3 separate regions of the Hordeum vulgare genome follow, and regions 1 and 2 are each linked to region 3. A link is a contact called in public Hi-C data. All regions are on one chromosome and are shown on one strand. Each heading gives the region's core, a stretch centred on a gene start, on an enhancer-like site or on the middle of the called end of the contact. The rest is flanking DNA. Distances are from core to core; before and after follow the strand shown. Region 1 has its middle 22 kb from the start of LOC123408438. Region 2 holds the start of LOC123409789 (probable auxin efflux carrier component 1c). Region 3 has its middle 160 kb from the start of LOC123408438.

Region 1 (3,952 bases), core at 378-2,877, 130 kb before region 3:
GCCTGCTTCACGGACGCTTCCCCCTCGTCCGTGGTGGCGCCGCTGTTGCGTGAAAGTCTGAAAGACATATAGCAGGAAGATGCCACCGTCGTACCGTACGTGCTGATGGAAGAAACGGATGAAAGAGGCGCGGGGACGCAACGCAATGCGTGCAGTAACAGTGCATGATATCGCCATATCGGGCCCGCCGCCTTGCCTGCCTACAAGCTGGCCGGCCGCGTCGTTTCCCGGCCACCGGGGCGTTGTCGCCGTGCGCTTGTCGGGCTCCCGGCGGCCCGTACCGCCCTGTCGTCCGGGAAGAAGCCGCCACCGGCTCCCTCGATCCGGCCGCGCGCAATGGACGCCGCGCCCACCCCGTACGACCACCAGGGCGCGATCATGGCCGGGACGAGGTCGCATCAACCAAGACCCCGTCGGCGTCACGGATATCACCGGCGCGAGACGCCGAGCGCGTCGTGACGGCGCATCGCGTCAGGCCACTGCCGCGCAACATGGCGGCCGATGATCGATCCCGTGGCTTTCCGCGCTGCGCCGACGGCGGGCCAGCGGGTACGTGGAACCAACCAGACCAACCAGCAGAAGCTTCTCCGATCGAGATGCCGCAGTGCGGTGCGTTCATCTGTGCATGCATGGCCGCTGGTCGCTACAACCCGCCTAGCTATATGTAGAGGAGACAGCGACTCGGGTGGCGCGACCGGCTAGCCGGACAGGGACTAGCCTAGCTCGTGCTTCGTTTCTTTGTGCCGAGCAGGTTTCTAGGCAAGACGGGCCGGTGTCAGATGCCAGCAGCGCGTGTCCATGCCTGGATGTTGGGACTGCTCTCTCTCTCTGTGTTGGGACTGCTCTCTCTCTCAACTGGACGAAGGAAGAAGAGGAACGAGCTGAACACGCGGTAGTTTCCGGCTGCGCGTACAGCCTTTGATCTCAGCTCATACTGATTCACCCAGGTACAAACTCAGAGTACAGTCGCTTTTGTAGCTCTTGAAAACGCAGCGCACACGAGCAATGCTACATCTACGTAAATGTTTACGTACGTTTACGTAATAGTCTGACTTGACAATAACTGATTGGATTAAGAGAAGGATGAAGCCCACCCATCCTTAAAAATCAGGAAGGCATGTTTAAATTAGTTGGAAGGTTTAGTAAACTTGTTATATAGGCTTTAATAAGTCTAGCATTTTTACAGCGCACACTGCCCCATCGGCCACTAACCGCACGACGCACGACCCGTAGAAGTGTTCTACTATCACTGTCCATGCATGCAAACCAGCACGGAGCTCCACATGACTCGACCAAAAATAACTACGCACATAACTAACTACGGCGCCAACTGACTGCGACTTACACTCGATCACGGACGTAGCCGCGCACTGGCGTCCGGTCTATACCTACACATACCCACATGACCGTGACCTAGCCCGCAGATCCGACCCAACGCACCGACGTCGGTCGCACCGTTACGGACCCGACCTGACGCATCAACGCCGGTCGCACCGCGCTCCGTCACGACTTATTCCCAACACTGGAAGCTCCGTCCCGGCCGCCATGCGCAGACAGACTGCCTGTGTCCTCACTGTAGCTACAGTGTGATGGTGCTGGCAGGGTGGAAGTTGACAAGAGAAAACTGGCAGTTGCTCGACATGGAAGCGTGCGCGCATTGCCCCGGGACGCTATCAGTGAGCGATCATGGACGATGTGTATCCAGTTGCATGCATGTGATATGTTAATTCTATCTGTTGAGATCGTGTGCGAGTCACCATCAGGCCCGTCTCAATGCACGGTGCCTAGAGGCTAGAGCAAATGCTTGTGCGTCAGGGATGGAGATATACATAGAGTTTTCTATTATCTGTGGCCTCTTAGTTATAGTTACCCTGGAGGGGAACTTTGAAACCTGGGTGTATATACAATAAACTTGATCTTTCATTATACTTGTAAGAAGAAAATCATAATTTTTTATACTTTGACTTCTTCTAAAAAAAGTCAAAATTTTGATCAAAATAGTGTGAACAGTGACTTACACTAGTAATAAAACAGGGTTATAGTCCTGATTGGGAAGGACCTTTAGTCCCGGTTCATCAGCGGGGACTAATAATTAAAGACTAAAGCCTCCCCTTTTTTAGTCCTGATTGAACACGAACCGGGACCAAAAGTTCCACCACGTGGCAAATAACGAGCGTCGGAGGGTGGGGACCTTTAGTCTTGGTTGGTGTCACCAACCGGGACTAGGACTTTAGGGGTTTAGGGATTTAGGCTTTTTGGGTTTATGTTTTTTTTTTCATTTTGTGTTTTCCATTTCTAACCTATTTTACGATACCACACCCACACACACACACACACACACACACACACACACACACACACACACACACACACACACACACATATATATATATATATATTAAATAAAAGGGGTTCCCCTGCTCCATTTTATTGAAGCATCGAACCAGATAGTTTTTACAGCCCAAGCATTCAGCCAAAACATCTCAACCTCGCAAACTACCAGACAACTAACCATTGAAAGCAGGAAAATATTCAGCTACAGCAGCCAGCACAGTATATTACAGACGCAAATATATCATAGTTCCAGGACTAGGCCTATGACCAAGCGATGCTCAACAATTCTCCCTTGAACTTGTCCATCTTAGCGACGAACTGACGAAGGAGCTCCTCCTGTGTGGCGTTGCAGAGCACAACCCATTGTCGAAGAAAAGCTCAAAGTTTCACAAGGACGCGGGCTAGACTTCTCCAAGAACATCCCTAAAAACAAAAGCTCGAAGTTTCACAAGGACGCGGGCAAGACTTCTCGAAGAACATCCCTGAAAACAAAAGTCATTTCTCAGTCTCCACATGCTCCACAAGGAAGCCGCAGCAATCATATTTTGCACATGCAGTTTCTTATGTAGTTGCCATAAGGCACAAACGTCTTTAAAACAGGAAATATCATAATCTGGAAAAGAAATAGAAAAAAGTTTCCAAACACATCTAGCCACCACACAATCAAAGAATAGATGTTGCACCGATTCAATTTCTTTACAGAACAGACAAGTAGGATCACTAACAGTCCTATGCTTCGCTAAATTGTCCCTGGTCAGGACCTTGTTATACACACACAGCCAGAGAAACACATGAATCTTTTGAGGGCAAAGATTTTTCCACAGTTTTTCCCCAATGGTAGAAACCACTCCCCCAAAATTGATAGTATGATAAAATGATTTAACCGAGTATACCCCGTTCTTTTCTAACATCCAGATTGGGGGTATCTGGGGCCTCTGTTAAGTGGACAGCTTGAACAATCTCAAGCAACTGGTTCCATCTAATTAACCCATTATAGTCAACACATCTCCTAAAAGAAAGTTTGAGATTAACACCATCCCATACTTGTGAGATGGTGCATTCAGACCGGTTACAAATGGAAAACAAATCCCAAAATTGAACTTTGAGGGAAGAATCCCCACACCATATATCATACCAAAATTTGATGATCTCCCCATTACCAACATCCCATTTATAAAAATTCCTCGAGGCATTTAATGCCCAAGTTACACTCTTCCAAAAGGAGGAGCCATTGTCAGCTTTAGCCTAAAAGATATTGGGGGAAACAGTGTTATACTTGAAGGAAATACTCCCTCCGTCCCAAAATAACTGTCTCAAGCCTAGTACAACTTTGTACTAGAGCTAGTACAAAGTTGAGACACTTAGGGCTTGTCTGGGACTGCTTCAATTCATTAAAAATCACTTTCACTTCATCAAATTTATTTTGAAGCAGTTTCATACAGAAGCTATATCACCATCAAGAGAATGTTTGGATTCCTTCTAGCTCCAACTTCAATAACAGAAAATTTGGTGGAAAGAATCTATTTGATTGGTTGAAGGGAAATAAATGAAGGGGTATCCACTTACTGGTGGCAGTGGCTGGTAATTTCCCCCCAACTCCAGCTTCTAGAGTTTTTTG
Region 2 (3,559 bases), core at 1,046-3,545, 160 kb after region 3:
ACAGCGCGGAGTGCATGCGTTCATGGCGTCGTATCGGCGTGCCCGGCCACTTGACCGGTGTCCCCCCCATTCTTTTTTCATCGAAAGGCGGCTTCTTGTCAGCGTGCAAGCCTGTGCTGTGTTTGGTTTGTGCGGCTCGGTTGGTCGGGCATCGTCTCTGTGCCGTACCTGCACGATGGCGATGTGGAGGAGCGTGCCGCGGAGGCCGACGGCGATGGAGGCGGCGGCCATGACGGCCGGGCCCGTCAGGAACCGCACGGCCATGGCGAACGTCGCCCTCTTGTTCCCGCACGCGATGATCCGCGGCTGCAGCGCCATGAACAGCCCTGCACATGCGAATGTCAGCACCACGGCGTATATGAATCAAATGAACCACGGTTGGCTCGCATGCATGATGCATGCATGCACGAAGATGCAGAGCAGAGCAGAGCAGCGCACCGAGGCTGAACATGGCCATGCCGAGGCCGGCGTCGGACAGGATGGCGATGGACTTCATGATGATCGCCGGCATCACGAAGTTCCACCTGCATTCACGCGTAACGAGTGAGTTAACTGCTCGGCAGTAACTGACGTAACCTCGCCGGCGGACGCTGGGGGAGGAGTGACCATTACCGGAAGCAGACGAGGGACCAGATGAGGCCGATGAGGCTAGAGTAGGTGTTGGGGTTGCGGATGAGCTTGCGCCACACCATGATGAGGATGAGCCGCGTCATCACGCTCGTCGGCGGCATCGCCGTCGGCGCCGGCACCAGGCCCGCGGTGCCCTGCTCCGCCGCGGCCTTCTCGTCGCCGGCCTCCGCGTCCCTCTCCTTGTTCCCGAAGCTGAACTCGTCACGCTCCACGCCGTCCGCTGTGATTGATTCATTCAGTTACCAATAAGAGAGCAGATTAATTAGCGGCCGTACTAATTAACTTGCCGGTAATCAGTGGCTAGGAAATGGAAACCTTTGCGCGGCGAGGCGGCGGCGACGCGGACGTCCTTGGCGGCGGCCTCGTTGTACGCCTCGGTGCCGTTGCCGAACACGTCGGACACGGGCGACGCGCTGGAGCTCCACACGAACATGTGCAGGTCCTTGCCGTCCTCGCCCTTGGCCTGCCCGTTGGCCGCCTTCTTGGCCGGCTTCTGCGGCGCCGCCATCGCGGGGTTGGGCGCCGGGTACTGCCCGTATTTGTTGTTGCTGCTGTTGTTGTTGTTGCCGGCCTTGTCCTCCTCGTAGTTGGACGGGCGCGGCGTGGCCCCGGTGCGCACCACCGGGCCGAACGCGTCCCCGGCGGCGAAGTTGGAGCTGCGTCCCACCATGGAGTAGAAGTCGGTGTGGTTGAAGCTGGAGCCCCGGGGCGTGGGGTTCCGCGACGACTGCAGCGAGTAGATCTCGGCGTTGGTGAGGTTGCTGGGTCGCGGCGTGGTGCTGGAGAACCCCATGGACCGGCGCGAGTAGATGTCGGAGCGTGAGGCGTTGGAGCGGCGGACGGTGACGTGAATCTTGCCGTCCTCCTTGACCTCCGCCTCCGTCTCGATCATGTCCCTCCTGCCGTCGAGCGACATGACGTCGGGGTCGACGGCGATGGAGGCGATGGCGCCGGCGGTGTCGGGGAACTGCTCGGTGATGAGGATCCTGGCGCCGCGGTACTCGAACATGAAGAGCATGAGCGTGTACCAGATGATGCACTGCAGCACCACGATCTGCACCATGAGGCTGCCGGACTCGTCGCCGTACATGCCCTTGAGGAGCGGGATGCCCATGACGAGGGTGTTGGGCAGCGTGGAGAGGGAGAAGAGGGTGATGGTCCACTCGAGGGAGCCGTTGCGGGAGAGGTGGCTCCAGAGGGTGAGCAGCGCGAGCACGATGAGCTTCTGCAGGGTGTCGGCGGCGATGAAGCGGAGGTTCATGGTGTAGGGGTTGTTGCTGGAGATGAAGTGGAAGGACAGCAGCGGCACGGCGAAGAGCGCCACGAAGCGGTTGATCCCGGAGCACTGGTCCGGCGTGAAGATCCGCCACCACTTGACGGACCCGTACGCGAGCATCATCGCCACGTACAGCGGCACCATCGCCGTCATGACGTGGTAGAAGTCCGTGCCCGTGATCATCTTGCCGTGCCGGCCGCCGCCGCCGCCGCCGCTGCGACAACAAACGCTCGCTCTTCCTTCCTACGCTGACACGGCGGCGTGGCAGGGGAGGCGTGCGGTGCGGTGAGGTGCGGCGTTCAAGTGGAGCTGCGCTCGCTTGATTTATGGCGCGGGCGCGGTGGCGATATGGGGGAGGCAGGCGGGGGCGGGGGAGCCAATGAGGGGAGGGGGAGTGGGCATACGTGCGGGGGATTATTTATACACATCATGTGGGCGTTCAACAGTGAACGGCCACGCAGCCCCACACCGGGAAGGAGAGAGAAAGGGGGGGCAGAAATGGGGATTGAGGAAATACCAAAAAGCAACTTCAATTTTTGTACTCCTGCAAATTGCACTACTAAAATTGTGGGTAATACAGTACAATTTCAGGAAAATGGGGATGCAGTTTGTGAGCCTTACAAGAACATCATTGACGAAACAAAATGTACACAGAGATCGAAGGAGGGGTTAGTCGATGTCTCTCACCTGCACAAAGTGATGGCGCGCCGTGAGCCACCCCCGCTCCGTGTCACCAATGTAAGGGAGTTGTAGCTATGGCCGGGAAGTTCTCCGACGGTGACATGAGGGGTGAACGAAGATGATCTGAAGCATGAAGCGTCGCGTGAGAGACGGGGGGGGGGGGGGCTATGAGACTCTGGCACACATCGATGGCAACAACGCCATCATGGGATCTTATTGAAGAGACCGGTGATGCCACCGCGAACTGAGGCAGAAACATCACGGTCGACGACTCTCCCTCGCAATGGTGCGGGTGGATTTTGGGGAGAGAAAAAACTCATGTGCTTCACTCCGATGCCAGAACCATCACCACCACGACTTGGACAGGGGGTGGATATACTTATTGAAATGTGTTGTCGTCGACCAAGTGAATGACATGAGGACACCAAAACATATCAATGAATTAACAAACTATACCAAGAGGCCCCACAAGCACAAAGATCCATCGTCTTCGCCGCCCCCCTGATGTCAAAATCAACCGCCGTAGGATGGAGACCCAAAGAATCAGTCGGCGATGATGTGGGCTTTGTGGTAGCTAGGGTATTCATAGAGAGCATTGTTTTTTGGTGTAGATCTAGCCTGGAAGAAGTATTGCTACTGAAGTTTAACTTGTAGTCTTTGTTATAGTTGGTTTATCTTTCTCTCCCCGTGTAGATATCGTTGTGTGTAATCTATGTTCTACTCCTTATGTTATAATAAAAGGTATGTTGTATATGATTTCGGACAAGGATTAGAGGGGTGGCAAAAGGAGAATGTTGTGAAATGGAAATAATAAATTGTAATAAGTCGTTATTGCTTCCTGGATATAAGAATGAGTGAAGGGGAAATAGCGAGTCAAAAATATGAAAATCTTGTTAAAATTTTCATTATGGAAAATCTACATTTTTAATAAGAAAAGATTTTAATTACGAATGTGTGGGTTCTATGCGGAAG
Region 3 (3,864 bases), core at 1,004-3,503:
GTTTTATTCTTAATCACGTATATTTCTCTTATGTGTGGAAAACTAAAAAAGAAAAAAGAAAATGCGGCATGCCAGGTTTCAAACTCGAGACCCACGGGTTTAGGCGGGCACGTGATAAGCACTACACCCACTACAGTGTGTGTATCGAACTACATGCGTGTACTTTATCATTTTTATGTCCCTTATATGTGCAAAATAAATTAGTAAAACACGACATCGATAGGATTCGAATTCAAGACCCACAAGGTGACACAAGAGTTGCAGTTGTGTATTGGTTTGACTTGGCCCGCAATCCGCGGGTCTCGCGCGGCCGTGTTAGTGTTTTACTCCCTTCGTTTCTAAATATAAGTTTTTTTAGAGGTTTTATTAATAGACTATATACAGATGTACATAAACATATTTTAGAGTATGTATTCACTCATTTTGTTTCGTATGTAAACTTTTAATGAAATCTCTTAAAAGACTTATATTTAGGAACGAAGGGAGTAATTTATTTATTTCATACATAAAGAACATAATTTTGACACCACCACTATGGTGATTATCCCTCTCCCGCATAATTTCGTAATGCTACACCTACAAAGGCTTACGTAAAGATTTTACGTACAAACTGATGTGTAAGATTGTGGTTGGTAATTGAGGGATGAGGGACCCCACCCTCACTGAAAATCAGGGGGGAGAGAAGAGTTAGTTTGAAAGGTTAAGTAAACCTTTGTAAGTTTTTGTATGTCTAGCATTATTGTTTCGTTGGTTTGGTGCTCGAAACCTACCGCAACCTTGTTATTTTATTCATTTTTTCTTACGTAAGGGACATATACGCGATTAAGTATAAAACAAGGGGATTTTTCGCAAATGAACATGCCATGTGGACTCTGACAGACCGATCCCTCCACCGGTCAGTTTCACCGTCAATACACGTTTACACATAGTTCAGATCGTTCTGCAGCCGTGCACCCCAGTCTCTGTACCGAAAACTTGGTATCAATCTGCATCGTACTGTAGAAGTTGTCGTACTTTGGTACAATTAAAACTTGCGGTGACGCTACACGGGACACGCGCGCCAGCTCGGGCCCCGGCCAGGCCTGTACGCCGGCTTTGGAACCGTCCGGGGCCGCGCGACCGCACGCCTCCCTCCTGCCGGCCAGGGACACCCCGGCGGTGCAGCAGCAGGAGCAGGAGCAGAGCAGCCTCCACCAAATGCAAATTGCGAGGGGGCAAAAGCCGGTGCCAACTGAAAGACTTGAGGCCGTGCACCCCCCAACGTACCTGTACGTCGCGCCATCGCCAGCCGGGAAACGGGGACCGCGCGGGGTTGAAGGAAGGAAGAGCGAGCGCTGGCCGCTGGGTGTTGGTTTGGGCTCCCCGTGGCCGCCATGATGGATGGGCGTGCGTGGGCGAGCGCCCATCTCGGCGTGTCCCTCCGCGCGGGTGCACCATCATCCCTCCCTCCCTCCCTTGCATGCCGCGCGCTGCCTGCAAAGTCCAAAGCAGCCAGCCCGGTTTGTTTACTCCTCACCGGGCTGGGCTGGCTGTCAGGCCACCCATCATAATTCTTGTGCGAGGAAGCAACTTCACGTTTACACGGTTTGCCAACTCGATCTGCTACTGTTCACACCTCTGACTGATTTAAAATGCCAGTGTCGCATTTCCGGCTAGCGATCGAGCGAAAGGGGAAGTCAGATATCTCGCACGTCGCGTCGCCCCGTGCCGAACCGAAGAAAAAAACGGCGTTTCTGCTGACCGCGGGCGCTTTCGCCACTGACGACTTTGCCGCGAGTGCCGAACCCTTTCCCTTCTCGTGATAGATCATTGCGTCCGCATGCTTTCCCCTCTTCACCTTTGGACGGAGTGTTCGTGAGAATGATTAGGCTGGTCAGTTGGTGCGGTATTCAGGCATTATACGTGTCTCCTCGTGCCGGCAGGCTCCATGAGTTTGCTGACAAATACTCTATCAAATGCAACGGCTATGATGCATCAAAAAATATGCATTTGAATCCGGCAGAGACGTACCCCGTATATATTAACCTTGAGGGTTGCTTGACTCATGTCCGTATGATGGTATACCAACTCTTAGAAACACATCGCCTTTCTGGCGTTAAACAATCCAGGATTAGGATAAATATAGAAGTCGTTCAGGAGCGAAATTAGGAGGGAGAATCCTGCCGGAAATGAAACAGGACGGTAGAGAGGCTGTGCTGGAGACGCAGTGGAGGCCCGGCTTGTCGCCGGATATGCCCGACAGGTCCACATCAAATCCCACATTACAGCGTAGTGGCCCGGGACCGAATGCGGGGCCCAGAACGCCGTCCGATAGTACGAATTTCGGCCGAAAAGAGCTCGTATGCGCGCGCGCACACACACGTGATGAATAGACTTTTTATTTCGAGGTGATGAATATACTCCGGCTGTGCATCTGCACGGAGGTGCTGATGCCTGGATCACAAAATTTACTAGCAGGGGTTGTATGACTGTAGACCGTTGAATGTGTTTTACAGGGTGATTAGATGGCTAAAGTCGTAGCGTGACTTCACTTGATAAAGTTACTGGATCTCAGTCCGTGACTGGTTGCGAAGACTTATTGGTATTCAACTAGAGTTGCCTACATTCTTAGGGTCGGTTCTCTTTTGACCGGTTTTCTCATATTTTTGAGAATCAATCCTATACCCAGCTTCTTTTAAAATCTTGTATCCTTATATTTTTTACAATTCTAGCTGATCACATCCTAACTAGTTAGGATTATAAAAAGAATATATAAATTCAACATTCTAAGGAAAGCTCGATGAAGGGTCGGTTTTCAAGATTATGAAAAACCCGGCCAAAAGAACTTAAAGGCTTGTGTGGACGGTTTGTGCTTAGTGAAAGGAGGTTATTTCATTTTTAGTTTGTTGCAGAAATGGAAGGAGCCTATGGAATGTCCAAAGAAAACTTATGGTATGCAGCGCAATGATTTGATTGTTAACCTAATTTCGACCAAGGTTTGCATAATTGGTAATGACTTAATTAATGTGAGTGAAGGCATCTTACTGTTTAATATGATTTAAGAAATACATTAAAAAGTGAAGTAGTTGATTCTTTTTGTTTGATTGAAATTGACGACCACTCACTAATGTTTTTTTAAAACACCGAGGACAATATAAGCATGTGCGCACATGCACAACATCAAATGCACACACACATCACTTACGAAAGATGGTTGTAACGGAATTTTAAAAAATGAATGGGCCATCGCTGATGTTTCGCTATCATGCAAGACATCGCCTCCACATACAGAATAATCTTCTCAAATGACGCATATAGAGTGTCAAATCCAAGGACCAATCTGTCATGGGTTGGGGATATAATCATCCAATTCACCGCCCAAACAATGTGTAATGGAAATGTCTTAGATCAACCAGTCGGGTCGTAAACCTTCTCAACGTCCGCCAGATCCGCTAAAATCATCTGGCTGTCGTTGAATCTCTTGGACACGTGCAACCCCTAGCGGCCCAACCAGGCTATCAAGGCTGATTGCAGCAATTACGTGCGTAGCACCTCACGGTCCAACCATGTTGTATTGGACCATTTGGGGACGATTGCAGCTTAGCTCTCGCGCTCGGCCCTCCATTTCGTTGTCCTCCTCCTTCGACTAGATCCAGCAACCGCGGATGCGACGGTCGGCGCGACAGCGAGGCAAAGGATCGGTGGCGCCGACGGGTAGGGAGGGAGTGAAGAACCGCGCAGCATCGTCGCACTCCATGGCCGACGACGACCCCGACCTCAGGTCCGTGTTCTGGATCTCTTGTTTCTCTGCTGATATGGATTCATTCGAGTTGAGAGAGGGTGGAGGACCTGGAGTGTGTGTGGATTTGGCTCGGGCTCGTCGAA

The links. Hi-C and Micro-C count contacts between places; a contact is called where the count stands out from the background.
Region 1: a Hi-C map of an unstated tissue shows a contact between it and region 3, with 4 times the contacts expected there. The contact joins two enhancer-like sites. A contact is called at or near these places in 3 of 6 Hi-C or Micro-C datasets (leaf, seedling and an unstated tissue).
Region 2: a Hi-C map of leaf shows a contact between it and region 3, with 4 times the contacts expected there. The contact joins the promoter of LOC123409789 here to the enhancer-like site in region 3. A contact is called at or near these places in 1 of 6 Hi-C or Micro-C datasets (leaf) and 1 of 1 datasets of contacts at active chromatin or transcription factors (embryo).

Annotation. Positions count from the first base shown.
Region 1 is chr7H:95,921,221-95,925,172 of MorexV3_pseudomolecules_assembly, reverse strand. No RefSeq gene overlaps it. Among protein-coding and RNA genes, the nearest start is that of LOC123408438, 22 kb to the left of the region's middle. Within about 2 kb of position 1,627, at least 1 of the 3 cell types and tissues checked has open chromatin away from gene starts, as enhancers often do.
Region 2 is chr7H:95,628,908-95,632,466 of MorexV3_pseudomolecules_assembly, reverse strand. LOC123409789 (probable auxin efflux carrier component 1c) reads right to left here and starts at 2,295. Exons shown (of 6, transcript XM_045102660.1): 1 at 946-2,295; 2 at 613-850; 3 at 439-524; 4 at 169-326. The coding sequence starts at 2,089.
Region 3 is chr7H:95,787,185-95,791,048 of MorexV3_pseudomolecules_assembly, reverse strand. No RefSeq gene overlaps it. Among protein-coding and RNA genes, the nearest start is that of LOC123408438, 160 kb to the left of the region's middle. Within about 2 kb of position 2,253, at least 3 of the 3 cell types and tissues checked have open chromatin away from gene starts, as enhancers often do. A contact at or near this core is called in leaf, where this site is marked.